Linked DNA regions of Mus musculus: regions 2, 3 and 4 are each linked to region 1. The links are chromatin contacts, called in public Hi-C and promoter capture Hi-C maps. All regions are on one chromosome and are shown on one strand. Each heading gives the region's core, a stretch centred on a gene start, on an enhancer-like site or on the middle of the called end of the contact. The rest is flanking DNA. Distances are from core to core; before and after follow the strand shown.

Region 1 (6,034 bases), core at 1,067-3,566:
GCGTTCCATAAACCATCAACCTTATTAACTCAGAACCTGTAGGGTTTTCCTTACCTTCACATATGTATGGATAAGAAACTGCAGCTCCAAGAAACAGTTGCCAGCTCTGGCACATGTGTGGTGTAGTAGGGCAAAGCCAGAACTTACATTCGGAGTTCCTGGTAACCATTCCTAGATTCCCTTTCCCTTACATTTTCCCAGAGGGACATCAGAGTAGATGTTCAACTTCCATTCACCAATCTCTGCTAGCCCAGAACTCTCACAGGAGGGTGCCTGGAAGGACGTAGAGCCCAAGGTGGTCCCTTTTTATGGTTTTGTTTGGGGTCCCAGAACTAAGTATTCACAAGGGACATACTTGCAGTGATGTGTGTGCATGTGCGCTTTAATAAGGCATGGCTGTCACCGTGCCCTGGCCATGGAGGAGTTCCTTTGAGTCTAGCTTAACGAGTCAGTGATGAAATTACCAAATAGAATTTCTATGCTTTCAGCGACATGTTTCATAAGACAGGATCTCAGTGCCTGAGAATGGCAGTTGCCACAGTGATGATGTGTCCATTTCATGAGCTGTGCAGCCAGTGTGCTCCAGCTCTGTTCTTCTCCCAGCCTGTTGCTTTTCTTGCCTCTACAGCCTTAGGGCCCACTTCCCCTCCATCTGCCTCCCACAGAAGGGGCAAAATCACTGCCCTCGCCCCAGGGCAGATAGAGCCTGCGAAGAACAGGATGGCTCTGGAGATATTTTTAAACACTAGCACCCGGCTGATTAGGGGACATTTTGAATTATGAAATGCTCTTTTCCCTCTTTCAATGTGACTTTGATATATTCAGGTGGTTTGCTGGATTTTATTATAGTCGTTTTTTGAGACTCTAAATCTCCCTGGTCTTTGTATGGTGAGTTTGCTAATTGTGTTATTTGATTAGCCTGAATATCCTGGAAGTACTGTCTGGTTAATTCTCGCACAGCCCTGTAGTTGTGTGCTGAGCCAGCCATGGGGACTGGGAAGGAATCTTGGCAGCATGGGTATTCTTGAAGTGTCAGTGGCCTTTAGCTGTCCAGGAGGAGATGCAGAGTCTTTCTGTGGCACTTGCAAAGGATTAGAAATATCCCCACCCCCAGTGCCAGATGACCAACAGGTCATGTAATACAGATAAAATAAGAAATTACTTCAGTGTAGGCTCAAAACTCACATCAAGAACTTTCTGAGGAAAAAAAAAAAAACCACACCTGTCTGTTAATGAATACACAGTCCAGAAGAGCACACACCCACACTCTAAAGTTGCCTGGGAAAATGACATGGTCGCTCTCCCTGTGACCAAGAGCAGAGGCAAGGTCAAAGGACCCTGGCTTTTCCAGATCCAAGGGAGAGGATTGAGAAGAGCATGGGGAATCGGCCCTGAAGGGACTCATAGGAAATCCCTCGGTTTCCTTTAAACCAGTGGCTTTTAACAATAGCTGGAAAGTTCTAGAAAAGGGGCAGGTGGGAAAAGAACCCCTGACGAATCAGGACCTCTAAGGGAAGAGCTTTAGATAGATTGTCTGGAGCCTGGCTGCCAGGCCTCTCATTCTGCCCTGCACTGCTTCTGCATGGGTGAGCATCAGCTGTTTGTCCTGAGCAATGATTGCCCTGCTCCCTGGATAAAGAAGGGTCAGTGTGCAACCCCCTCACTCCCTTCCACCTTAAGAGTTTGCCCACAGAGTCCACTTCTGCAGAAAAAAAAAGTTCCATTGATGTGAGACTACAGTAACACAGGAGAGCTCTGCACAAATTCTCCATGCCCTTGTTCCCATATTCCTGTTAAATGCCATACTGTCACTAATGCTCTCTCATACAGGAGGCTGCTGCCCCCCCCCCCAACTTACCTCCAGTACAATCTCCTTCAGCTGGAACTGTTTTTGTGAGACCTTGTCTGAAGACACAGGTTCGTGGTAATAGAGACAGAGCAAATCATATCTCTTCAACATCTGCTTGAGGTTCTTCTCAGAAAGGCTGACCACTCGGTCTTTCCCATCGTACGTGGGGAAGTTCAGCCCCTCTTCTGCCCCGCTCAGGGACAGCAGATAAACCCCCACCATGAGCAGGTAAATCCTCTTCATTTGGGAAAAGTCTTGCTTCTCAGTCTCCAGAATAGAGATCATGGAAGACAGGATGGAAGGTTCTTAGAGATGTTGGTGAGGGAACAAAGAGGCTGCTTTCACCTCCTTGGTCCTGCAGCTGTGTAGTCGTGGGCTCAGAACAAACTGTGGAGGCTCAAATGCACACATGCGCACAGAGCAAGAGCCAGGCACGGGCTGGGAGGCCAAGCCCTAGATACCTTACATAGCTCTCCCAGCCTCTGTCTCATTAAGAACTCCATTTTTAGGATGCAGTTGTTTCGAGCTAAAAATAAATCATGCAATGAATAATAATTTTTTTTAAAAAAAAAGTCAGATATGACACTGTTGAGGGATTTGTCCATGCAGCGTGTCAGCGGCAGAAGGACAGCAGACAGGAGGAGACTGGAGGGACCGTATGCAAGTGAAATAAAGGGGCACCAAAAGTCAAAGAAAAGAAGGAAACTCGTGGGGATGGATGAGAACGGAAAGCAAGAAGGGGTGATGGTGCCAGTAAGAACACGAACGCTTAGAGCATCAAAAATCCCACTTAGACATTGTGTTGGTCGGTTCCAGGACAGCCTTGCAGCCTTTCCCCGGCTGCTCTGTTCCCCCCGAGGACAGGCACACTCTCCACATGCCTTTCTAGGTCTTCTTGGAAGCCCGGTGCTGGCAGCACCACGTCCACATGTCCTTGCCGGCCAGGGACACAGAGACATGCTTTCCTACTGACCCAGCATACAGAGGACGGGTAGCGGATCCAGCCCACTTCCTTTTCCAGCAGCTGTGGGAGGCAGGGAAGCCGGTGATCTATTTTAAAGTCAATTTTTAGAGAAGTTTACCGGTCACCGCAGGAACATCCTTGGGGTCTCTGCCAAGGTCCTGTCCCCACCCCACCCCCACCCTCATTAGCTCTTAAGACAAGACACTGTTTTGTTCCTTTCTTCATTAGCAACAGAGAGAGATAGGCAGTTTATCCAAGCTGGGACAGACCAGAGCTGCAATCTCCACTCTGCCTTTTTGGTGGCTGGCTGACTCTGGAGGACCTTGCAGCTTCTCTGAGCCCCAGATCCCCATTATTTAGAGTGGGGGAGATTGTAACCCTGGTGTTTAGACCACACAGAGAGAAGAGCCTAGCACTTAGCAAGCCCTTGAAAACAGTAGCCATTCTATGTGGCTCCCTCTCACTAGAGAGGATGGAACGGGCGTTATAATAATTCGTCCATTTCTAATATCATGTGTGAAGCTTGGCCTGCCCACTCTCTCCACGAGCTCAGCCAGCCAACTGTGTAGACCTGATTCCCGTGCAGTGTGCAGATGAGTTGACTTAGGCGGACCCTGTACCATGGGTGTGTCTGGGAATCATCGTTCTCAAAGCCGCCACACTGCAGAAGCTAGGGTTCTGCGCTGTGTGGCTTCTTGTTCAGCAGATCCCCTGCCAGTACCCCTCGGGTGACTCTTTGGTACTTTCTTCTGGTCAGATGATGGTTCTGTCTGCGTGCTCTTCAGAGGAGATAGTGGTGCTTGGGAGCCTGGCCAAGGTTTATCTTCTTTGTGCTAGAAATCCCACCAGCACCTTTCCCAGGGGCCAGAAGGAAAAGCTAATCCCAGTGTCCTGTCTGACTTGAGGCCCTCTGCTGCCATGAAAGCTCTGTAAACTTGCCATGTGCAGGTAAGCAGGGCCCTGGCGAGTCCAGCATTGATGACCCTGACTGCTCTCTTGTCCTCCCAGGGTCACCGTTCTCCCAGGAATGCAGTCTCTGGGCTGTCTAAATGGAGAGTCTTGAGTGATAGTCTTTGCCAAGCCTGCAAGATTCCTCTTTAGAAAATATCGGTGTGAGGTGGAGGTGGGTGTGGGTGTGGTGGGGTGGGTGGGATAGGTGAGGTGGAGTGCGGAGGGGGTGAGGTGGGTGGGGTGGGCATGGATGTTTTGTCTTTTTGAGGTCAGCTTTGCAAACTGTCCCCCGTTGTCTCACGGGGTTACCTTTATTTAGAAGTCGCTCTACTTTCCTCAATATGTAACTGTCTCCTTTTCCCTTGCTGCTTCATTTCTCCCCACCCCCACCACCCTACCTCTTTGAAACCTTTAACGCCAGGGTCTTTGCATTTCTTATTCACCTGCTATCAAACTTGGGCATCATAATCTGTGCCCCAAGTTGGATCCAGCATCTGTTCTCAGTAAACCAATTAAAAGAGTCAAATTGATAGTGGGGAGCTTAGTCGATGTGTGCACACTGGGAAGAGGGACAAAGAGATACAGTGACCTCTTCAAGTCCACGTTCAGGGTTTGAAGTGAGACTGAAACTTAAATAGGGGCCCAGGGATATGCCACCTAAGTATTCTCTGGGTACCCTTTAAATGTAGGTGACAGTGCATATTTGAAAAGATAAAAAGAATGAGAAAAGTCATGTGGGGATGGGTACTGAAGCCCTACCTGTGTGATCCCACCCATCACTGGCACTTTGTTGTCTGGGCTCCCAGCTCGTCCTGTAGGGTGGTCTAACAAGTTGTTAGAATCCTGTGGCGACTTCTTGGGAGATAAGTTCCCTCTCTGGCTGTTGTCCTTCCTTTCTTCTAGTCTGAGATTTCCGGTGAAATTTCCATGTCTTTGGAGCCCATTGTTTCACAGACTAAGAGATAAAGGAGTCTCTGGAATGCTTTCACTTCTGCCAGGCTTACTACCGACTGGAAAGGTTTGAGGGAGAGCTGTTTGTTTTTAATTGTCTTTCAGGTCTGGCTTCGATTGACAGCTCCAGTGAGAAGTGCCTGTAGGTGGGGAACTCTGGGAGGGGCCTGCAGGCGCACTGGAGGGTGGATGCACAGTCTCTGACACCCCTGCAGAGTGGAGGGTCTGTGGGTACCCTCGAGTGGGTGGAAGTGGGGAGGATGAACCCGTGTCCACCCTGTAGGGAGCAGCACATTTTTCTGGCTGACACTACACGGTAGCGGCCTTCCCTCCGTGTTTTCCTGGTGTCTCTTCTTGTTCCATTCACCAGCCTTACGGGGTTTATAAACATGGATGTTGCAGCCACGTCTAGAGCAACCTTCATGCCTCACATCAGCTTTCAGTCCCCATCAACGCTGCCCAAACTGGTATGTAGCACACTATAGGTCTGTGTAAGTCTGCTGAAGCCTGTGAGGTTGGTTATGTGTGCAAGGAATGACAGGCGCTTTCAGTTTTGTTGCCTTTGATTTTGAGCAAGAAAGAATAGATAAATAAACAAGCAAATACAGAGAGAATGTTCGCCGTCACACTGTAATACAAGCCTGTGGCTCTCTAACAGCCTCTATTTCTTACCTCTGTGAATGGGACACCTAGAGTCCCCCAACCTCATCCCTTCCCACTTGTTCTGTCTTGAAAGGTGGCTAGATGATTCCAGGAACATGATTCTGGTTGATCTTCCCTATAATCCACCTCACGGGTAAACTGGGACTCAAAGCCAGGGTGTTTTCTTTACTGGTCAATTACACAGATTTTTCTGAAACATCTTCTATCGGCCTCCTTTTGGGTATAGGGAATAGACACACTGTAGACCTGGATTCATGAATTTATATCTTGATGAGGAGAGCACTCACATCATACACTATGTCACAAGGAAATATGCCCCCAAGAACAGTCAAGAAAGACAGAAGAATCATGATGGCCATGGGCTAGTTGATGCAAGAAAGAAGTTGAGGGAGGAGAGGCAGGGGGATCATCGCAGCTTCAAGAGCAACCTGGTCTATATGATGAACTCTATGCCATTGATCGAGACGTGAGACCTGTTCTCAAAAGAAGAAGGAGGAGGAGAAGAGGAAGAAGAAGAGGCCTATGGTCACTTGTCCTCAACAGGCCAATTAAGGAGACAATAGTGAAAAGCGGAGAAAGGAGATTTACTCTATATGGCCACACCAGAAGAGAAGCTAGTAAGTGGGTCCAGGCACTGTCTCGTGCATCCCTGGGGC
Region 2 (6,722 bases), core at 541-3,040, 590 kb after region 1:
CGGGATGGTAAGAACTTCTTTGTTCCCCACGAGGAGAAGGCAAGCTTCCCCAGAGCAGGCTGCACCGGCTTATCCGCAGCATCTGTAATAGCACTGTTAGCGCCAGCCTCCTCGGGGGCTCAGAGAACATCTGAAGAACAGAGTGCAGAGTGAAGCCAGGGCGCCATAGGAAAAAACCAGAAACAAATGTCAAACAGCCTTGAATTGTGCATGGCTCGTGGATGATCTGCTGGGTATGCTGGAACTCATAAAGTTGGCTAGGCTGTTTACAGCTTGTGGGAACAAGCATTTGAGCTCCTTTTGAATATACAAATGTAGGGTCTGCCAACAGGAGTCCCTCCTGGGCTTGTGTTTGGGGGAGATGGGAAGCTGAGAGGTATGGAGTTGGTACTGATAAAGATTGCTGTCTTCTCTCAGGACTTACTTTTTAAATCTTGTTTTCCTTTTTGAAAGAACCAGGTTGGGATTATAGCTCAGTTAATAACATACTCGACTTACATAAGTGTAGCCTTGGGTTCAATCTCCAGCAGCACGTACGCAAGGTGGCATGTGCCTGTAATCCTAGAACGTAGGAGATGGAGTCTGGAAGGTCAGAAATTTAATATCATGCTTGATTACTTACTGAGTGAGCCAAAGGCCAGCCTTGGGCTACACAAGATGCTGTCTTGAAACAGAGAGAAAAGAAGGAAGGAGGAAGGAAGGAAGGAAGGAAGGAAGGAAGGAAGGAAGGAAGGAAGGGAGGGAGGGAGGGAGGGAGGGAGGGAGGGAGGGAGGAAGGGAGGGAGGGAAGGAGAGAGGGAAGGGGAAGAAGGGAGGGGGTGGGAAAGCAGGAGATAGAAAGGAGAGGAGGAGGAAGAGGAAGAGGAGGAAGAAGAGGAAGAGGAGGAGGAGGAGGAGGAGGAGGAGGGGGAGGGGGAGGGGGAGGGGGAGGAGGAGGTCCCGATAGGTAGCCTGGCTCTGTCTCTCACATGCAAGGTTCACAGCTATGCAGTTATAGTTATGTCTCACCTTTACGTATTTCTCTCTAAGGCTTTGTGTTTGAGCAGCCAAGAAAATTAGAGCTCGGAATGGTGGAAATATTCCAATTCAGTGATGGAGACAAATCACTTTTCAGATGTGGACCCTCAGTCTCGGAGAAGGAAGATTGGACAAGGTCATATCCCAAGGTCACAGATAGAGGAGCATGGACTCACGAGTCCTGGTTACCAGCTGACCTCTTCTCCCCCTGCTACACAGCTATCCAGGAAGGCATCACCCCCACAGAGATCACATCTCGTCCTGGGAGCTAGATCATAACAGTCACACACAGACGTACATGCTGCAGAGCTCTGCTTTGTGTCTGTGGTAATAAATGGCATGTTTCCACACTAGAAGAAGGAAGACATGCAGTCAGACCACAGAGTTGAGCTTTTGCCCCGTCTGGTCACTCCTGCTTGCTCTCGGGAGGGAACCCAAGAGTGTTCCTGGTTACCCTTTGGGACCAAAGACTCTAACAGCTCCAGTCTCCCTCAGACTTGCAAGGGCTAGATTGGAAGGGAAGAGATAAGATCTTAGGGGTTCAAAGGCCCTTTGTGTGGAGGTCAGAGGCAGGATATTAGTTTATACCACTCATAGTAGGGTCCTACTCTCTTGAGTTGCAAGGTCAAGGCCTGGGGCGAAATGTCCATGGAAGGGAATAGGAAGCCAAGTCCGACTCTGTGTTCATTCCGGGCCACTTTCACCTCCCTCTGCTGAAGGTCATGACTACAGCTCGGTTCTCCAGTGACTCACTCCAGGAAAATGACATGTGACAAGAACCTGGCTGTCATGGGACCGCTTGCCAAGGGTGCCAGGACAGTGGTGGCATTGTTCAGGAGAGGCTCAGGAAATCAAACATCCGGAGACAGTATGCACCGTCAACTCTCCCACAGTCTGGGAGAGAACAGATTCCCCGTCCATTGACCAGTCTGTGTATTTACTTGTAAAGGGCACATGGATCCTTATCCCCTTAGGTCTCAAGTGTGACATTTCCAACGCACTAAGACAGGTAGGAGGGACCGTTACCTTTGGAGGTGTTTTGCCTGATGTCACTTGTGAGTCTATCCTCCCCACAGCCCTTGAGATAAGCATTTATCACCACATCTTATTTTGTAGCTGGGGAAATATAAATACCCAGAAGTGAAAGCGCTCGTCTGGCCACTGAACGTCTGGCCACTGAAGATGCCATCCTGCGTCCATGTTGACAGGCAAACACACGCCCAGTGTCAGGAAAGCTCTGCCCTTTCCTGCTGGTGACTGGCTTCCTCCTAGAGTGCTGGCCCTAGCCATTGCTGAATGCTTGCCCTTTTGAATCTGTCTCTCCCACACACATCTTCTCTTTGCCCTCTTTTGTTTATCTGCCCTTCAGGCTCTGCTTGAAGCCCACTTTTCTTAAACGAAGACTTGACCAGCCAGTCTCAAGAGAATTCCTGTTTCCCCACCTCCACCTCTATAACTCTCTCTGCTTACACTTCTGACTTACAGCCTTAGATAGTACACAATCCCTATAAACGTTCATGAACAAATGCAACTACTAGCCATACGCTGAAACACCCAAAGGAATGGAAAATGCTTTTTTTTTTGAGCCGTAGAATTCTTCCCATAATGGAAAATACCAAATTACCAAAATACCAGTGGTTGGCAAATGTATTCTGAGAGATTACTCGAGAGACCATAAGACGGCCACACGATTTTGTTAACAAGACCCAGAAGGCACAGGGACGGCTGGCTATCTCACCTTTAGCCATAGACCACAGTCCTCTCCCCAGTCCTTCCTGGGTAGTAAGGGATGTTGATACTGCCCTGCCCAGAACTGTCCCTTGCCCCTTGCCAGTTTTAGGGGGATGAAGCAGGGGTCAACCAAGTACTCCAGGCCTTGAGCAGGCTTCTCTCCCTTCTTAGTATTCACAGCTCCTGCCCAGGCATCCATCTCTCAGTTAAGAACAATGGGTGCTATAGAGGAACACTGATAGGAGCAGGCAAGGTACACACACACACACACACACAGCTTAAAAGAAATAAAACATTCTGCTTGTCAGTCAGTTCAGCCTGACACATTTTATTCTCACTGTTTAAACAGGCCTCTGTACCAGACAGAGCCAGAGCATGGAATAGTCAAACCACTGCCTGGGGCTGATGCATGTCCACCATGAGTGAGCTACCAATCACTGAACTATAACCCCAGCCTGAGTGTGGCTTTTAGAAAATAAGTATTTATCCTTACACACACACACACACACACACACACACTGTATTTTGCGATGTTCCTATTTTTCTCTTTTATCTCTTCTCACTCACCCAACCCCCTTCTTCCCATCTAACACCCCCTCACACTTTCATGTGTTTGTTTGGGGTCTCTCATTGGCTACATGTGCATTGGAACGAATTTACTTGATCAAGGACAATGCAACAATGGCTACACCACAACAGAGAAGTATGATTGGCCCTCCCCCAGCAACCATGACCTTGCCTATGCGCCTTGGGGATGGGGGTGGGGAGCTTAGCTCCTCCCCATTCACAATGAGTTTGTTGAGTATGGCTTTCTACACAAATGACCCGTCCATCTTGGCATGCCTCGTTTGTATAACCACTTCCTACCTAAGGCTCAGTGTGTGTCCTGAAGTGTGTGTCCTGATGTGCACACAGAGTTCATCGTCTGAGTCAGAGAGAAGCATCGATTTTGACATCATGGTTCTTCCAGCTTGGGCTCTGACATGCACAACTGACCAGCCTAGACATGACCCCAAGGGCCTGGTCACTGCTGGGAAGGAAGTCTAGGAGAACCCCCGGGAGCAGGGCACCCTATGCCATACCTGTCTGTTCATACTAGGACTTCTCAGGATGTCACCAGAAGATGATCACTCAACCCAGCAAGCCCGAGACCTGTGGGGACAGAGCATAGGACAGGGCATGGGGATAAGGTGTGGGCTTAGTGTGTCCATGAGTCCTGGTTAAGACAGCGGCATATAACAGGTAGCTTTTTCCCCACCCAAAGTGTTCTTTCAGTGAGGGAGGCGGTTGGAAGTCTTTCTGAAACCTGAAGGTACCCTCGCCATGCAAAGGCCTCACAAAGCTCAAGCCTGGGCTAGCAACCGTGAAGCACACGGGTCTACTGTGGCCTGTGGTGGCTGGGAGGACTCTGTTTAGGACAGGTCAGAATAAAGTTTCTCCCACCTGTTTCCTCTGCCCTGTTACCCAGAGCCTGGATGGAAAGTGGGTCCCCTGCCTGCTCAGGAAGAGCAGGGGCAGCCGAGGAAGCCCTCGCATGCTTCCTCTCTCCTAACTGGACTCTATAGCTCCAGTCATGAGGCAGATGTTACAGTGATGACTCTTAAGTTCTTATTAGCTTTCTACCCTGAGTGTACAAGAGAAAGGAAGCATGCCATAGCCTGCCACAGGGAGCAAAAGATCTTCCAGGTCTTATGCCTGGTTAGCAATTTCATAAGAAGCCATAGGCTTCCTCTGCAAAACTGCCAAGTCCCGTGTTCAGTTCAGGATATGTAGCTCACCACAAGATGGGTCACCAGCTTAGAGACAGCCACAGGCTGGTGTTTGAAATAAAGGAAGAGCCTTTCCATGCCCAATAAGAGCCCAAGACAGGCAGAGGCCAAATGTTTCCTTACCCGAGGCTCATCAGCCATCAGCTTTGACAGGCCGCACCTGTCTCCCACTGAAAGCCTCTAAGCCAAGTAGGACAGCTGGGGACCCCAGAGGATGTGGTACGCTCCTGAGGTGCTACTATAGCCAAGCGGTCTCTTCACAGTGTGCTGCGGAAAACAATACTGTGAGAAGGAAGGGGGAGCAGCAAGAGGCAGGTTCTAGATCTGCCGCAGCTTCTAAATCAGGTCCAGCCGGATGGACGCGGAGGTAACTGCATTACAGGAAACACTGAAAGGTTAATACGAAGCCAGCTGATACCCAAAGCGAACAATTAGGAAGGTTAAGGGGCTTAATATTAGATTAGTCGCGGTGAGGATAAAGTTCACAGCTTCCGGGATAGAAGTCTGACTCAGAAATTATTTTAGTTGATGGCTCCGGGTCTGCTCTTGTTGATACGTTTCTCTTTCTGGTAACTAAGGGGGAAAAAAATCACTTATTCATATACAATTCATGTTCCCTCCCTGCCCTTTCTCTCCTGCTAGGAAATGTCTGGTTTCCTTGGGTTTTAGACACGGGATCCTACTCATATCTCATCCTCCTGGAAGGCTTCCTCCTCAGTGTGATTTGTGATGTCCTGCATCTTCATGGTGGATATGTTCTTGGGATATAGATCAAGACAACTAATAGTTTCTCACGTCAATAGCTCAGCCCAGAAGAGACTTGAGAGTTAACACAACACAGGGAAGCAGCTTGGGCAGCCAGGGAGACAGAGAAAGATAAAGAATTCCCATAGACCCCAAACCTAGCAGCTCTTTCATTTTCCCTGTGAGATTTTTTTACACATGTAGATTCCTAGGCCAACTGAGTCAGAATCTAGCCGGGAGCAGCGTGGAAGTTTGCATACCCTGAAGCTCTCTGGATGACACCATGGCCAGCCTGGTTTGGAAACCACTTGCTCAGGGCCACAGGGAAGAAATGCAAGGCCAGGAGGGTCAGGGAAGCCTCAGATACTGGGCATGACCACTTACGTGACTTCCTAGTTCTCATGCAGCAAGTGAGCTTCCCTGGTCTCGCTTCATAATGTAAGCCCCACATGGGGCGCCACATGCAGTTTGTGGGAGCAGAGTTAATTTTCAAAATCGATTCTCTCCTCAGACCCTGAAACCAGTCCAGGTTTCAGAGACCTGGCTAATGGAGACCATGCTTGCTCCTCCAACTGAACCAGCCCAAAGCAATCCAACCACGATTACAAAACCCAGGGTACCTGAGGCTGAGTGAGTCCTTAGAGACACTCCAGCTCATTCGGTTTTGAACTGTATTCCTAGGCAGCCTAGGCCACATGACCTCTCATGGAGAGCAGAGAGTGGAGGCTCAGTAGAAAGGCTGCTGTAAAAGACAAGCTTTTTTCCTCCTGCTTCCAGACTCCCAGAATAATGACTGAGGCTCGAAATACATTTACAAACACCTTACCCATAATTTTTTGGCATATAATCTGACTAGCTCATAAATTAATACTCCATTTACTCTGACTGAAGTTCTGCAGGTTACCTCCACTCAGGTGCCATTAGTCCTCCTTCGGTTCCAAGAGCCAAATCCTCTCGCGCCTGGCCCTATCCCAGAATCCTTTCTGCCTACCAGACGTTCCGCCTTCTATTCTATCCTTTCCTATAGGCCATAGGGTTTTTTTGATTTTTGCTTTTTGTTTTTTTTTTTATTGACAAGTGATGCATCCACACAACACACAAGATAGTCTCTCCACAGACTGCTGGCCTCCTCTGCTTCTGTTTCCACCACTTTATAGCTGTTGCTATAGTGATTAGCTGTCGATCCATTTCCCAGATGCTGCCATTGCTAACCCAACCCAGGGCCTGGCTACTTTCCATCCAGTGTCCAGCATGGTGGCTTTCAGACCTGAGGCCAGTCACGGCTCTCTCCTGTTCAAGACCGTACATTGGGTTTCCATTGCCCACAAATGGCAATCCAAGGTCGTCACTGTGGCCTGTGTATCCCTTTGTGTTCCCTCCCGGCCGCTTTGTCTTCCATCATGCAGGTCACTTGCAGACTCACCCGTACCAAGCAGCTTCCTACCCACCTCCCGGCTCTTC
Region 3 (5,842 bases), core at 1,815-4,314, 910 kb before region 1:
TCCAGGCCCCATTCTGAGATGAACCCCTTCCTTCCTTCCTCTCTTCTTCTTTGAGACATTTTTGTAAAAAGGGGGAACATTATTATACTGCAGTGAGGACAGTGGTGATACATCCCAAGAGCCTCTAAAACTCACAACCAGTGAACTTAACAAAATAAATAAAAGAAAAAGAGGTGACCTTCTGGCAGTGAGAGCCTTACCTCCAGCTGAGCTAGTCTCTCCTGAACCTTACAGAATTGGTTATCGTCCACCTGAACAGCTCTCCGCATCACTGCTCCCATTTCACAGATTCTATCGATCTGACTTTCAATCTCCTGTGAAAATAAGATGAAGAAAAGGTTCCTAGTGATGAAGACCATGGAACGCATGTACAGGAGAATTTTATGTCTATTAAAACCTTGAGAAGTAAGAGTAAGTGGGAAGTGGCTCCCTTTGTACACACTACAGAAGTTACATTGCAATCATACTATATTTCGAGCTATAATAATATCAATCTATCAATCTGTGGCATTTCAAATAATTTCCAATTTTCAAAAGAATGTTTGATATCCAGGGACCAGGTGTGGTGGCATACACGTGTAATCCTAGCCCTTGGGAGGCCTAGGGAGGAGGGTTAGGAGTTAAGAGGCCAGCCTGGGCTAAATGAGACCTAGCTGCAAAAAACAAAACAAAACCCTAAACAAACAAAACACCCACCCAACCAACCAAAAGTAATATAACAGACAACTCAAATATTTAGATATTTAAAACATTCAAATATTTTAAACATTCCATTGCCTAAAACTCCTAACGATAGAAGATGAAACGTGGTGCATCTTTCACTGTAGTAAATAGTTGCTTCCAATTAATTACTACAGTAAAAGCTAAAATAGGGCAAGGAAACACCCTACAAACTGCAAGGTAATTGCTGGCTCCTCCAAGTTAAACAGTGAAGGATCAAAGAGGAGGAACTGCTATAAAACAAAGGAACAAGACCAGCCCTCCCCCCATAACACAGTCTGAGTCATTTGATGAAGTTAGTGACTGCTTGCTATGTGGAAGCGAGGGATAAAATCCGACTCATGCCCTTGGAACTATAAAACTTATGGCTCGATAGAATGTACAACAATCAGCTAAGCAGTCACTGAATGCCTTCAACACTAGCTGGTATCACACTTGCTATGTAGCCCAGGATGGCCTACTCTCAATCTTTCTGTGTCAAGCTGAAAAGAAATCCCTGGTGAGGGAGGTAACTTGACCACTAAAGGATGGAAGAGGCCCTTATCCCCTTCCTTTATTCATGTCTTCACAAAGCCACAGCCAAATTCAGAGTGATTATGAAAATATGCAGAAAGAGGAACACTGTTTTCTGCAAACAAAGGAACGACCCCACGATTTCAGTTCAGTTTATTTACAATTTATTTATCAGTGTTTCTTACTGCAGAGTGAGACTGGTGAGCTTTCAGAACTGGTTCGGCATCCACGGCTTTCTTAGCGACCATTAACTGTAACATCTGTTTCCGGTACTTGCTCATGATCAGTTCCAACGCATCCTGGTGCTCCTCCAAGGAAACCCACAGTTCTAACAACAAAAGCAAACATCTGGACAATGACGTCTAAGACTGGTCTCAAGGCAAACCTCCTAACAGCTGGAGCTCTCAGACACTCCACGGGACACTGGGAATCCAAAGTTGGAAATCAGTATTCAAGCCCACAGACGTGAACAGTGTACCTGAAAACCAACTCTCTAGGCAGTAGAGTCTTGTGCAAATAAAATGGGACGTGTAATCACGAGGCACGGATTTGAATTCAGTTTTCTAATTGACTTCTCAGAAGCAAAAATGAGCTCATTAAAATTAAAAAAAAAAAACTACATTTTGTTGATTTGTGTGAACCACGGCACATGTCGGGTCAGAGAAGAACCCCCAGGAGTCAGTTCTCTCCTTAAACCACGTAGGCCCTTGGAATGGCCTCAGATCCTCCAGCTTGGCAGTTCAGGCCTTCTGGCTGGTTCCAACTGGTGTCTGTGAACCTGTTTCTTAGCTGCATTGTGTAAATACTTGGTCAGGGGCATAGAGTGGAATGGCAGATGTAAAAGGGCTCCATCAGACAACTACCATCCTGCTGTCATCAACAACCCTAAGACTATGTATTTGGGGGACGAAGTTCTAGCCTTCCATCTTGCACAGGAACATTAAAGAAACGTCGATCTTAACTTTAGTGTTCACTCTAATATCGAAATGTTACATTTGGAGACTATGAACTTTAGTTATAGAAGCCTCCATTTGGTATGTGGTCACTCCCCAGCCATCTAACAATTCAACTCTGCTAAACTACTGAATACATCTTTCAAGGTCATCAACCAGGAAGACTTTTAAAAGAGCAATCTAACAGATTTTACTGTTACCAGTTGACCCTTGAAGCACTGATCTAAATATATGTATGCGATGTGCACGCTTGTGAACTGTTCAGGCACTTGTGTAAGAATGTCCAAAGTAGTATTACCAGAAAAAAAAAATCCTAGACACACACACACACACACACACACACACGCCTGACTAACCTCTGTTTTCCTGCTGTAAGTCTCTAATCTGGGTATTCTCTTGAGACAGCAGAATGTGAGGTTTATATTTAGACATGTCCTTCACGTCGGATGCATCCTCTTGATACTGGACAGAAAGACAGACTAAGGCACTGTAAACATGGGCAGGTGCTGCGGAGGAGGCAGCAGTCCCACCCACGACACAGGAAGCTCACACATCCGCCCTGCCCTCCAGACCAAGATAAATCAGGCCGCGCGACCCCACCCACCCGCCCGCAGCGTCCACCCCTGGGCGCGGCTCGGCCCCCGGCCGACCTGCTCGGGTAACACGGCGCCCGCCTCCCGCATCGCCGCCACCCGCCGGTGCAGCGCAGCCGACTGGTCCACCAGCGACTCGGCCGCCGCATCGTGCTCGCGCAGCCGCTCCAGCAGCGTCTTGGCGTCCGTCAAGATCTTCTCGATCGTGCAGCTCATAGTGGCCGAGGAGGCGCGCCGGGCCCGCTAGCCTAGGCGCTTCGCTCAGACCTTACCCGGCCCTGGCTCAGCGCGAATCGCGTCACTTCCGGGTGCACTTTAAAGGCGTGGTGGCATCTCGGTCGGCGCCTGCGCAGAGGTGGACTCTTGGTTACCCTCAGGCTTCGCCACAGCCTTAGCCTTTCTAGGGTGGAGCAGCAGAGGTCGGATTGGTGCCACATCCTGGTTTTTCACGAAGTTATTTCTGTTCCGGTCTTAGTTCAACTTTTCTTCTGGTTTTGATTGATGTAGTTTGTTATTTAGTAATGGGATTGTAACAAACTGATGAAACAGATACTCACCCCCAATAAGTGGTAAAATACACCGGAACCTCTCCTTTCCTCCCTCCCTCCTTCCATTTCTTCTCTTCTTTCTCCTCACCTCCCCCTTTTCCTTTTTTCCTTCCCTCCCTTCTTCCTTTAAACGGTGAGCAGTGTCTGGGAATGACATCTGAGGTTGTCCTTTGACTTCCACAACTGCACTTGTGTATGCAATCAGTTAGATGCACACGCGTGTGCACATACACAAAGGAAAATCTTTCCTTAGTGCAATGTTGGAAGCCTTTTGATTTGGGAGCTATTCTGCTATTCTACAGCACTATGGCTGACTGTGTTTAACGAGTACGGTGGCTGACAGGGAATTCTTTCCTAAAATATTTTTGTCCAAAAGAGTCTAGGACAGTAGAATAGTAGTAATGCTGTGTTTTAAAGAATCATTTTCCCTGTCCTACAGTCTCTTTTATCTTGAGTTCAGATGTAAAGTTTAGAAACACGTGATGTTTGGTGTACTTTTGTGATTTGGGGAAATGCCTATTGTAAAAATTTTACACTTACAAAACTGTGTTAAGAGGTTGCCTCTGGGAAGATGAAATAATTTTCATTCGGAAGGAAAACAACTTTGGGAAAACAGAATAATAGCCTCGAATAAGTTTACAACAAAGACCAGGATATATTTGCAAACGTTTTGTGAGGAGCGTTTCCCAGGACTCTTAGAAATACTTGAGGAGTACACAACCCCCTTGAAGTCACACAGGATGAGGGCTCAGATTATGTGAGCTGGACATTAAGGGGTAAAGATCCCCTCAGTTCTGGAGAAATTGGGGGACACTTGAAGGTTGTACTGGTAGCCCAAATAAACTTACCTAAGGCATGTGGGCATAGGTTAGGACATTAGGAAGGGCTGAAGTGGGGACAAGTTTTCGGTTGCCAGCAGTATAAGTCTCAGGTGAGAAGGGAGGGGCCTCTCCTGATGCTCCCAGCCACCGTGCATGAGAATACCCAACTGTGAACAGGCTAGTTTATTTGTTTCTAACATTTCACTTAGTTTCCCCCCCTTGTCTCCCTGGTATTCTTTAACTCTTAATTCCTTACATTTATATATTGGATTGTAGCTGTTGGGCCCTTGGTCTTGTCTCAAGGACTTGGTGCATGTGCAAGTGTGCAGAGAAACACAGAGAGATAGAGAGAGAGAGAGAGAGAGAGAGAGAGAGAGAGAGAGAGAGAGAGAAGAGAGAAGAGAGATGAAAGAGTGAAAGAGAAGAGAGGAGAAAAGAGAGAGACTAGTACTTTGGGTCTCAAAATGAAGCTATGGTGTTTTGGGATGCTGAAAATGCTTTAAGGTTAGATTGTGCAGATTGTAGAACTCTGGGACTGTAAGCAAAACTACTGAAGAACACACTGTGTAGTGTGGCAGTGGCTGTTAGGGTGATACCTAGGGATACAATGACACACAACTGAAATGCCAGTTCCCTCATGCAGTGCCACACACCCAAGAACTACAGCTCTCTAGTGCATAGAACTCTACATCATTTTTTACTGGTCTTTATTGTCTTGGGATGACCATAAATAGGAGTATAGAAGGGGCAGGGCTTGTGGAAATATGTGGGGACAAAAGGCAGTGATACACTAGACTTTTAATTCTACAGTATAAACCACAGCTGGGAGGTTGTGCACACCTTTGATCTCAACACTCAGGAAGCAGAGGCAATCAGATCTCTTATTTGAGGCCAGCCTGGTCTTTAGAGTGAGTTCTAGGACAACGAAAGCTACACAGAGAAACCCCGCCTCAAAAAAACCAAACCATACCAAAACCCCACTCTAAACAGCAATTTCTATGAACAGAATAAATTTAGCTTTTAATAAATTGGAAAATTGAGTTGGATAAGTTTATTTGCTTACTTTTTTCTTTATAAAACTGTTTGCGGGTCAGCAAGAGGGCTCAGTGGGTAAAGGTGATTGCTAGGATTTACCCATAAATTGTCCTCTGTCCCCAAACCCTTATTAATAAAAAATGCTAAAAAGTAAGATGAGTGCCATTGGTTAGCAGATAGAGGCTCTTGCATACAGGCTGACTGCCTGAGTTTGACTCCTGGATCCCACATGTTGTTAGGGAAGAATTATGCGCAGGAGTTGTCCTCTGACCTCCACACAGGCACCTAGCACTCTATTTCTCTCCTCTCTCTCCCCCTCCCTCTCCCTCCCTTCTCCTTCTTCCTCCCATACCCCTCCCTCTTTCCCTCTTACTTTCTCTAAATAAATAAAAAGCCTTTAAAACAGTGAGTAGTCTCTGTGTATGTGGAACGCATTGGCAGGGTTATGACGTCAGCTATGCTATTTCCATGGGGCCCATCAGGGACTGTGTGGGTGAATTCCTCTCTGGATGGTTGCCATTGTTTCCGCAAGGCTTCAGGATTGTCAGTATTCTTAGTAAAGTTTAAGGAATGTCAAGTGACTCCCACACAATGTCAGCATTTTGGGTATCATCAGACATTTTTTTTTTTCCTTTAAAAAGTAAAAGAGGGATTTTTCT
Region 4 (6,533 bases), core at 2,946-5,445, 650 kb before region 1:
GCATTCGCTCTCCAGCCAAAGAGGCAAGTCTTTTCAGAATCACCTAGTAGGCACCACCAAGTGAAAACCCAACATTGCATTAATCATGGTGAGGAAGAAAGGACAGCACCTTCCCACATGCCATATATGGCATGTAACTTTCAAGCAGGAACAGCCTTGCTTCCTGTTGGAGGCAACCCTGAGCAGCCCAGAGAGCACAATGATAGGAAAACGCTGAGCAGACAACAACAAATCAAGGAATAAACAGTGCCTAAGCTTTTCTTCCAACCAACATATGTGTCTGGGTGGGTTGTAGTGTTTTGTTTATATTGCTATGCAACAGAGGGGAAGGAAAAACAGGTGATTTCAACGCAGTCGGGACTATACCGAGTATTGTGATGGTAGATCCTGAAGTCAGACCTGGCAGACACAGGGCAGACGCCCTCCATTAATACAGTAAGGCTAAGGACTGGGCTTTACTTTAGGTTTTAAAGCATTCATAACCCGAGGTGAGTCCAGCTTGGCTTCCTGTGCTGGTTCTCAAAGGTCTGATTGACGGTTTGGAAAACCAGAGGCGCAGCTGAGAGGACTGGCAAGCCAACTGCCAGGATGAGGTTCCAAATCTGACTCTCAGACCACAAAACACACTCTACAGCCTCCGTGCCTGCCTCCTGGCCAACTTCTGGCAGGACAGGAAGGACTGTCACTGGGGGGGGCGGGGACCCTAGACCTCAAAAGGGAAGACATCTATGGGTTTGTGAAGATACTCAAGTCCCAGCTGAGGGCTTCCTTCCTGGGAAAGCTCCCCAATCAGAAAAAAAGCAAGCAAAATAAAACAAAACCTGTTAGAAACCAGGGCAGAGCCTCTGTGGAACTGGATTCTATATGAATAATTCTCCCATACGATCCACTTCCCCAAGCTGGTAGCTCTCAGGTTCAGTTTGTCCCTTCACTTTATCAGGAAAGCGGAGTATACCTGCTGCCCATCCACGGCCCACCTTCTCTCAGGGAGCCGCTGGGTCCTCCTAGCTCTCCTGGACTCAGTCTATGAGAGCAAAGTTCAACATCTCCACAATGAACAGGCACAGGCATGTCAGCTCTCCTGATAAAGTTGACAGCTGATGTCTGAAAGTCAAGAAAGCTGTTTAAATCCAGGTATCTAACCTGAGGATTCATTAATCCACTATAGAGAGTTAGTTACTCAGTACCTGTGTTGGGCACCATTCTAGGGGCCAGGGAAATGAATGTAAAAATAACAGAAAAAAAAATCCCTGCTCTCAGGGAGTGGGCAATGTTAGTGGGGGAAAAAAGCCAAGTCTGAGTTGAGAGGATAGTGTATAGCTGTCCACCAAAGAAGTCACATGCAAGTCACTTGGCATACACAGATACTGTTTGCCAACAGTCAGGACACCAGGAGAAAGACAGATACTAGTTACTGAACACTTCCTGTATGCCAGACAGTTAATAACAAGAATAACAAATAACTTCAAGCCCCTACTATATAAGGCTGGCTTAGGATACATCACACACGTCCTCAGCACAACTCTGTCCATCTAATTGAACAGATGGGAAGGCAATCCTGGAGGGAAAGCACGCTGGCTCTGGCATGGAGGGAGAGCACACTGACTCTGGCATGGAGGGAGAGCACACTGACTCTGGCAAGCCCCCTCATCTAAGCACACCATGCTTTGGATCTCTGCCCTCAGACCCCCCCTGGCTTTGCCTCTCGGATGGCTCACAATCCTTTGCTCTGCTCCTCATCTGGTGGCTTCCCTCTGCCCACCTCCGTTCTCCCAGGTTGAGCTCCGATATCTCTCAGATGAAGTTGTTTAGGGTCCTCGCTGGTACTGGGATTGCTTTTCTGAACTCTGTACTTAGATCACATATAGAAAAGGCCATCTCCAATCTCAGTGACAGGCACTCAGACTTCACTGGAGTGCTACTTCATCCCTGCGCTTGTGACCCGGGTGTGAAGCTTGTCACTTGGTCACCCTGCCTTACTTTGTTTTTGTTGTTCTCTGTGGGCTGTTCTCTTAGCTGTAGTAGCAGCTTTGGGAACAGCATCTATCTAGTAGTTGTTTGATGGTGATTCTGAAACATGCCCGTGGGTTCAGATTACCTGGATGCCTTCTAGAATAGCTTGCTGGGCTCCTCCCCAACACTGTCTGATTCAGCGAGCCGGGCTGAGTGAAAATATATGTTTCTGAAAATTCCCCAGGGAGCCCTGATGCTGTTGACCCAGGAGCCACATTCTGAGGACAGCTGGGTGACTGAACCTCCCACAGGATGAAGATGGAGGAGGCAGCCTTTGAGTCCTGTCTCTGCCACTCAACAGCTGTGGGACCTATCTGATCCCCCACGTCTTCGTCTATGAAGATGGGGATGCCCTGCTTGCACATGCGCACTGTCCCTAACCCACTGCAAAGGTTTGATAAGTCTGGAGAAGCTGGCACAAAATAAGCACTAAACCCAGCCTGAGAGACTTCCCTCCCTGGCTCACACAAAGTATGTTGTAAGCAGTGAGAGTAACGGGTGTCACTGCAACATGGCACCTATAATTAACAGCCTTCGAAATTAAGCCAGACTTATAAACAAACAAACAAACAAACAAACAAACAAACAATACAGCACAAGGGCGCTCAGAAAGTCTTCTTCCTGGAGTGTGATGGGTGTAAAAGCCAAGTTGTACAAAGTCTATATGTATTTTTAAAATACAGGGGATGTCCCCAGGTACTGCCTCCAGACTGTCCATTGCTAGCCAGTGTTGGTCATGGCCACGCAGTCTCTGAAGAGCTTAGAGTTGCTGGAGTCACCCAGGCTTCAGGGCTGATGGGTTGGTAGTCACAAGTGAGGCCCATCGTTCAATAATTTATTACTTATCGTCCATCCAGCCTCCTCAGAGCAGATGGGACAACCATCGCGGCCAGTCCAGTGGTTTCAAAGCATCCCAAAGCATCTCTGCTCCTGCAGTTACCCACATCCCCTGAAGCGAGACTCGTGTCTTCCCTCAGGGTCTATCTGAGCAGCTACACTGGCTGGCATTCTGTTACTGGAAGGCCAATAGGGACTGTGCAGAATGGGCCTCTGACCGTTTTCCAGGGCTCGGGAGAGAGTATTCCAGGGATGGTACACCTCTAACTATGCCCTGCTAACACAGTAGACTGGGGCCATGGCACTCTCTCTGGCTGTCTCTATGCATCTCTACCCAGGGAATGCTGCCAGGTCTACACCACCCTGCAAAGTTGAATGAGATCATTTCAAGAGTACTGGTTGTACGCAGGGACCCTAGGGGGATGTTGCTGCTCTTCCAAAATCCCTCCATTTTCCAACCCCTCGTAAAAGAGCACCCACCACTGCCCACCCAGAAGACCCCCCCCCCCGCCAATGCCCAAGAAAAGGACGATCTTCCCCACTCTTTCAATTTTCTCTACTGTCCGTTATTTTCCCAACAAACCACCAGAGCCAGGCGGCGTGTCCGCACACTCTTGGTTGGGGCGCCACCCCAGGCAGCCCTACGGTAGGGATTTCCCTCCCAGAGCCTTGGCCCGGCCGCCGGGTTCCCCAGAGAAGGCAGCGCGAGAAGTGGGTGTGTGTACACAGCAGGATGCAGGGAGCACGGGCCGCCAGGCCCCCAGCCCTCGGAATATTGGGGCCCGCTAGATCCCCGCACCTGGCGCCACCCGCCGGGCGATGCCGCCGAAGATGATGGCTTCTTTCGGGGGAGCATCGCACCGTGTCTCCTCTTCTCATCACCTCTGGTAGCTCAAGCTTCTCTATGTCCTATCCCCCTCCATATGTCCCCTCCCTCTTTGTCTGCTTAGCGCCTCTGAACATCCTGCCCTCTCCTATGGCCCAACTCTATTGCGGTCACCTCCCCGGGGACCCTGGCCCCCTAACCGGCCCGCCGGTTCGGGTCTCACCCAGAACAGCAGGTTGAAGCCGAGCAGCAGATACTTGATGCACCGCAGGCCCCCGCGAAAACGCCCCATGCTGCGACCCCGGCGGCGGGCTCCCGATTCCCCAGGCCCGCGCCGAGCCCCGGGAGCGGCGGGCGCCGGTGGAGGGGCGGGGCGGGTTGGGAGGGGCGTGACCTGTGGGCGTGGTCTGCGGGCGGGGATTTGGTCGCGAGCGGCCAGCTGGCTGTGGCTGGGGCGCCCTGGGGTGGAGATCCCGGTCCCACGCACCCGCTCCGGCCCTTGGAGGTAGCACCACCTTCGTCCACGCTGGTGGGCTTGGGCTCCTGTAGCTATCCGAGCATATGTGCGCCCACCCGGAACGCGGGGTCCATTTAATCAGTGCCGGGTGCCCAGACTCCCTTGAGGCCCTCGATGATGGTTGAAGTTATCCTGCGTGTCTATGGAAACCTAGGGAGGTGACTTCAGATGGTAAAGCTAATAGGATCGGTGAAGCCGGTAGAGACTCTGTGGTGAGGCGCCAGGCAGAGTGTCCAGGGCTGCAGTTAAGCAGAGTCCTGCAAGCGCCCAGGCCGCGGGCGGAGGCCGCTGCTGGGGACCCTCCCTCCTGCCGCTGCGTTCCTAGAGGACTGTTACCTTAATAGGCAAGAACTGGGAGTAGGCGCGCCAGGCGGAGGCCCTGGGCCCTGACACTGCTTCCCACCCTGCCCAGTCCAGCCCACCAGATCAGGGAAAGGGAGTCAGACCTCTCACTCACATCCTGCTAGGTTTGATAGATCGGGGGCCTTGAAAGAAGTCCAGATTCTTAGGGTCTAGACTGAGATGTGTAGATCAGGGAAAGGGAGCGAGTTCTGTTTTGCTTTGTTTTTATTAAGCTAGGCGACTGGTGAAGAATCGGGCATTCACTTCAGTTGACTAAGTGTCTACAATATGTGGTGTCAGACGGCACGGGGGAGACAGGAAAGTGTAAAATCAGGGAGCTTGTGCATTAATTTAGCAACACTCTAAGTGCCAATTATAGGCCAGGCATAGTAGCAAGCCCTGGGGACACCAGAAGAATGCCAGGCTTGCTATCACATCTTTACTGGAGGGCACAGATCTGTAAGCAAATTTTTGGAACAAGGTGAGGTGGGTGGGCTAGGAGCTGGGCAAGAGACTGCTTCTGCCTTGACTAAGGAAGGCTTTTCAAGAAGACTGGACCTGATCCTAATTTGTAAAATAGGTGTCAGTAGCTGGGCAGTGGTTGTTCACGCCTTTAATCCCAGCTCTTGGGAGGCAGAGGCAGGCAGATTTCTGAGTTTGAGGCCAGCCTGGTCTACAGAGTGAGTTCCAGGATAGCCAGGGCTATACAGAGAAACCCTGTCTCAAAAAACCAAAACCAAACAAACAAAAAGGTGCCAGTAGAGAGAGCAGGGGGTCAGGGGAGGAAGCAGAGGAAGTACAACCTAGCCTGGGAGCAGGAGTCAGAGAGATGGCCAAGGTGAGGGGAGTCAGGAGCTCACCAGAACAAATCACAGAGGGCAGGCACTTGACTAATGTGACACATTACCCCATTATCTTGGGGCCTCTCTTTCCCATCTCAGTATGGAGATTGTACAACCTGCTTCAAAAGAGTTGTGAAGATTAAGGAGTTAATATATGTACAGTGAGATCAGTGAGGCACATGAGATTATGATATAAGGTAGCCAGGACCTCACCAACCATTCATTCAATTTCTTCCGTGTTACAGTCAGGCATATTTCCATCTTTGAAAAGCTAGTGAATTTTATTTATGAAACTGAGAAGGCAAATGAAAGTGCTGCTTCTGGTAGTAACAGTGAACTGGAGACAAAGATGAAGTCATTAAGTATGCGGAGGCGAAGCCCTGGTTTCAGTTACACTTATAGCTCTCTCTCACCTTGGTTTTGCTTTGAAAGAGGAACTAAATTAATAAGTGGTCTCTACTATCCAGTAGGCATTCAGTAAATCAACTGAGGGAACAGTAATATTATACTGTTGTGTTACATTGTTGAATTTTATGTCTGTAATATTTACAGATTATATATTCTGTAGTCTCTGGAAACAGAATTCCTATTATGATATATAATAAATCCATTGTTCTCTCATCCTGTAACCCTTGTGCATTTACTAGAAATGTTTCATTGCATGCCTAACGTGACACTTTTAGATCTGCAGTATGTACTGAACCCTTAGCTTAGTAACTTTTCCTGTTGCTGTGATAAAGCAGCAAAGGAGGAACCAGCTCACAGTTCAAGCGATGGAAGTTACCGTTACCGCAGCAGGAACTTGAGCTGGCCACATTGTATTCAATGTCAAGAATCAGAGAGTTATAAATGCTTGGTTTTGGAGCAGGATTTCAACCTAGGGAATGGTGCCACCTGCAGTGGGCAGGTCTCACCCCAATTAACCTAACCAAGCTACCTCACTTGTGTCTCCCAGCTGATTCTAGAGCTCATCAAATTTTTGATTGAAATTAATCATAAAAGTTCCCCTTCACAAAGTTAGGTCTTAGGCTGCTTTGCAGGGCTGGCTTAAGATAAGGGTGAGCCACTACTCCCCAACTTAAGGCAATCCTTTACCCTTGTAGTTCAGAAAATAAGCAGACAGGTGTTGAAGCTAATGGGATGGGAGCGGTGGCTC

Evidence for each region. Promoter capture Hi-C pulls out the DNA fragments that hold promoters and counts their contacts. Hi-C and Micro-C count contacts between places; a contact is called where the count stands out from the background.
Region 2: a contact with region 1 is called in a Hi-C map of cardiomyocytes, with 2.4 times the contacts expected there. The contact joins the enhancer-like site here to the promoter of Casq2 in region 1. A contact is called at or near these places in 5 of 39 promoter capture datasets (the 3T3-L1 cell line, embryonic stem cells, hippocampal neurons and 2 more), 5 of 484 Hi-C or Micro-C datasets (cardiomyocytes, cerebellar granule neurons, cortical neurons and 1 more) and 1 of 9 other capture datasets (liver).
Region 3: a contact with region 1 is called in a promoter capture Hi-C map of embryonic stem cells, with 2.4 times the contacts expected there. The contact joins the promoter of Sike1 here to the promoter of Casq2 in region 1. A contact is called at or near these places in 2 of 39 promoter capture datasets (embryonic stem cells and hippocampal neurons) and 2 of 115 datasets of contacts at active chromatin or transcription factors (both in embryonic stem cells).
Region 4: a promoter capture Hi-C map of the SN4741 cell line shows a contact between it and region 1, with 4 times the contacts expected there. The contact joins the promoter of Tspan2 here to the promoter of Casq2 in region 1. A contact is called at or near these places in 11 of 39 promoter capture datasets (the 3T3-L1 cell line, 3T3-L1-derived adipocytes, the SN4741 cell line and 7 more), 9 of 115 datasets of contacts at active chromatin or transcription factors (differentiating embryonic stem cells, embryonic forebrain, embryonic limb bud and 4 more) and 1 of 9 other capture datasets (embryonic stem cells).

What each region holds. Positions count from the first base shown.
Region 1 is chr3:102,082,697-102,088,730 of GRCm38.p6, reverse strand. It overlaps Casq2 (calsequestrin 2), which reads right to left and starts at 2,316. Exons shown (of 11, transcript NM_009814.4): 1 at 1,859-2,316. The coding sequence starts at 2,092.
Region 2 is chr3:101,495,624-101,502,345 of GRCm38.p6, reverse strand. Gm40109 (a long non-coding RNA gene) reads left to right here. Exons shown (of 2, transcript XR_867517.1): 2 at 1-419. Among named protein-coding and RNA genes, the nearest start is that of Gm40109, 8.9 kb to the left of the region's middle. Within about 2 kb of position 1,790, at least 60 of the 459 cell types and tissues checked have an H3K27ac peak or open chromatin away from gene starts, as enhancers often do. A contact at or near this core is called in cardiomyocytes, where this site is marked.
Region 3 is chr3:102,992,962-102,998,803 of GRCm38.p6, reverse strand. It overlaps Sike1 (suppressor of IKBKE 1), which reads right to left and starts at 3,064. Exons shown (of 5, transcript NM_025679.3): 1 at 2,837-3,064; 2 at 2,543-2,648; 3 at 1,419-1,561; 4 at 201-314. The coding sequence starts at 2,995.
Region 4 is chr3:102,732,432-102,738,964 of GRCm38.p6, reverse strand. It overlaps Tspan2 (tetraspanin 2), which reads right to left and starts at 4,195. Exons shown (of 8, transcript NM_027533.3): 1 at 3,900-4,195. The coding sequence starts at 3,968. Tspan2os (tetraspanin 2, opposite strand) reads left to right here and starts at 3,548. Exons shown (of 4, transcript NR_040588.1): 1 at 3,548-3,737.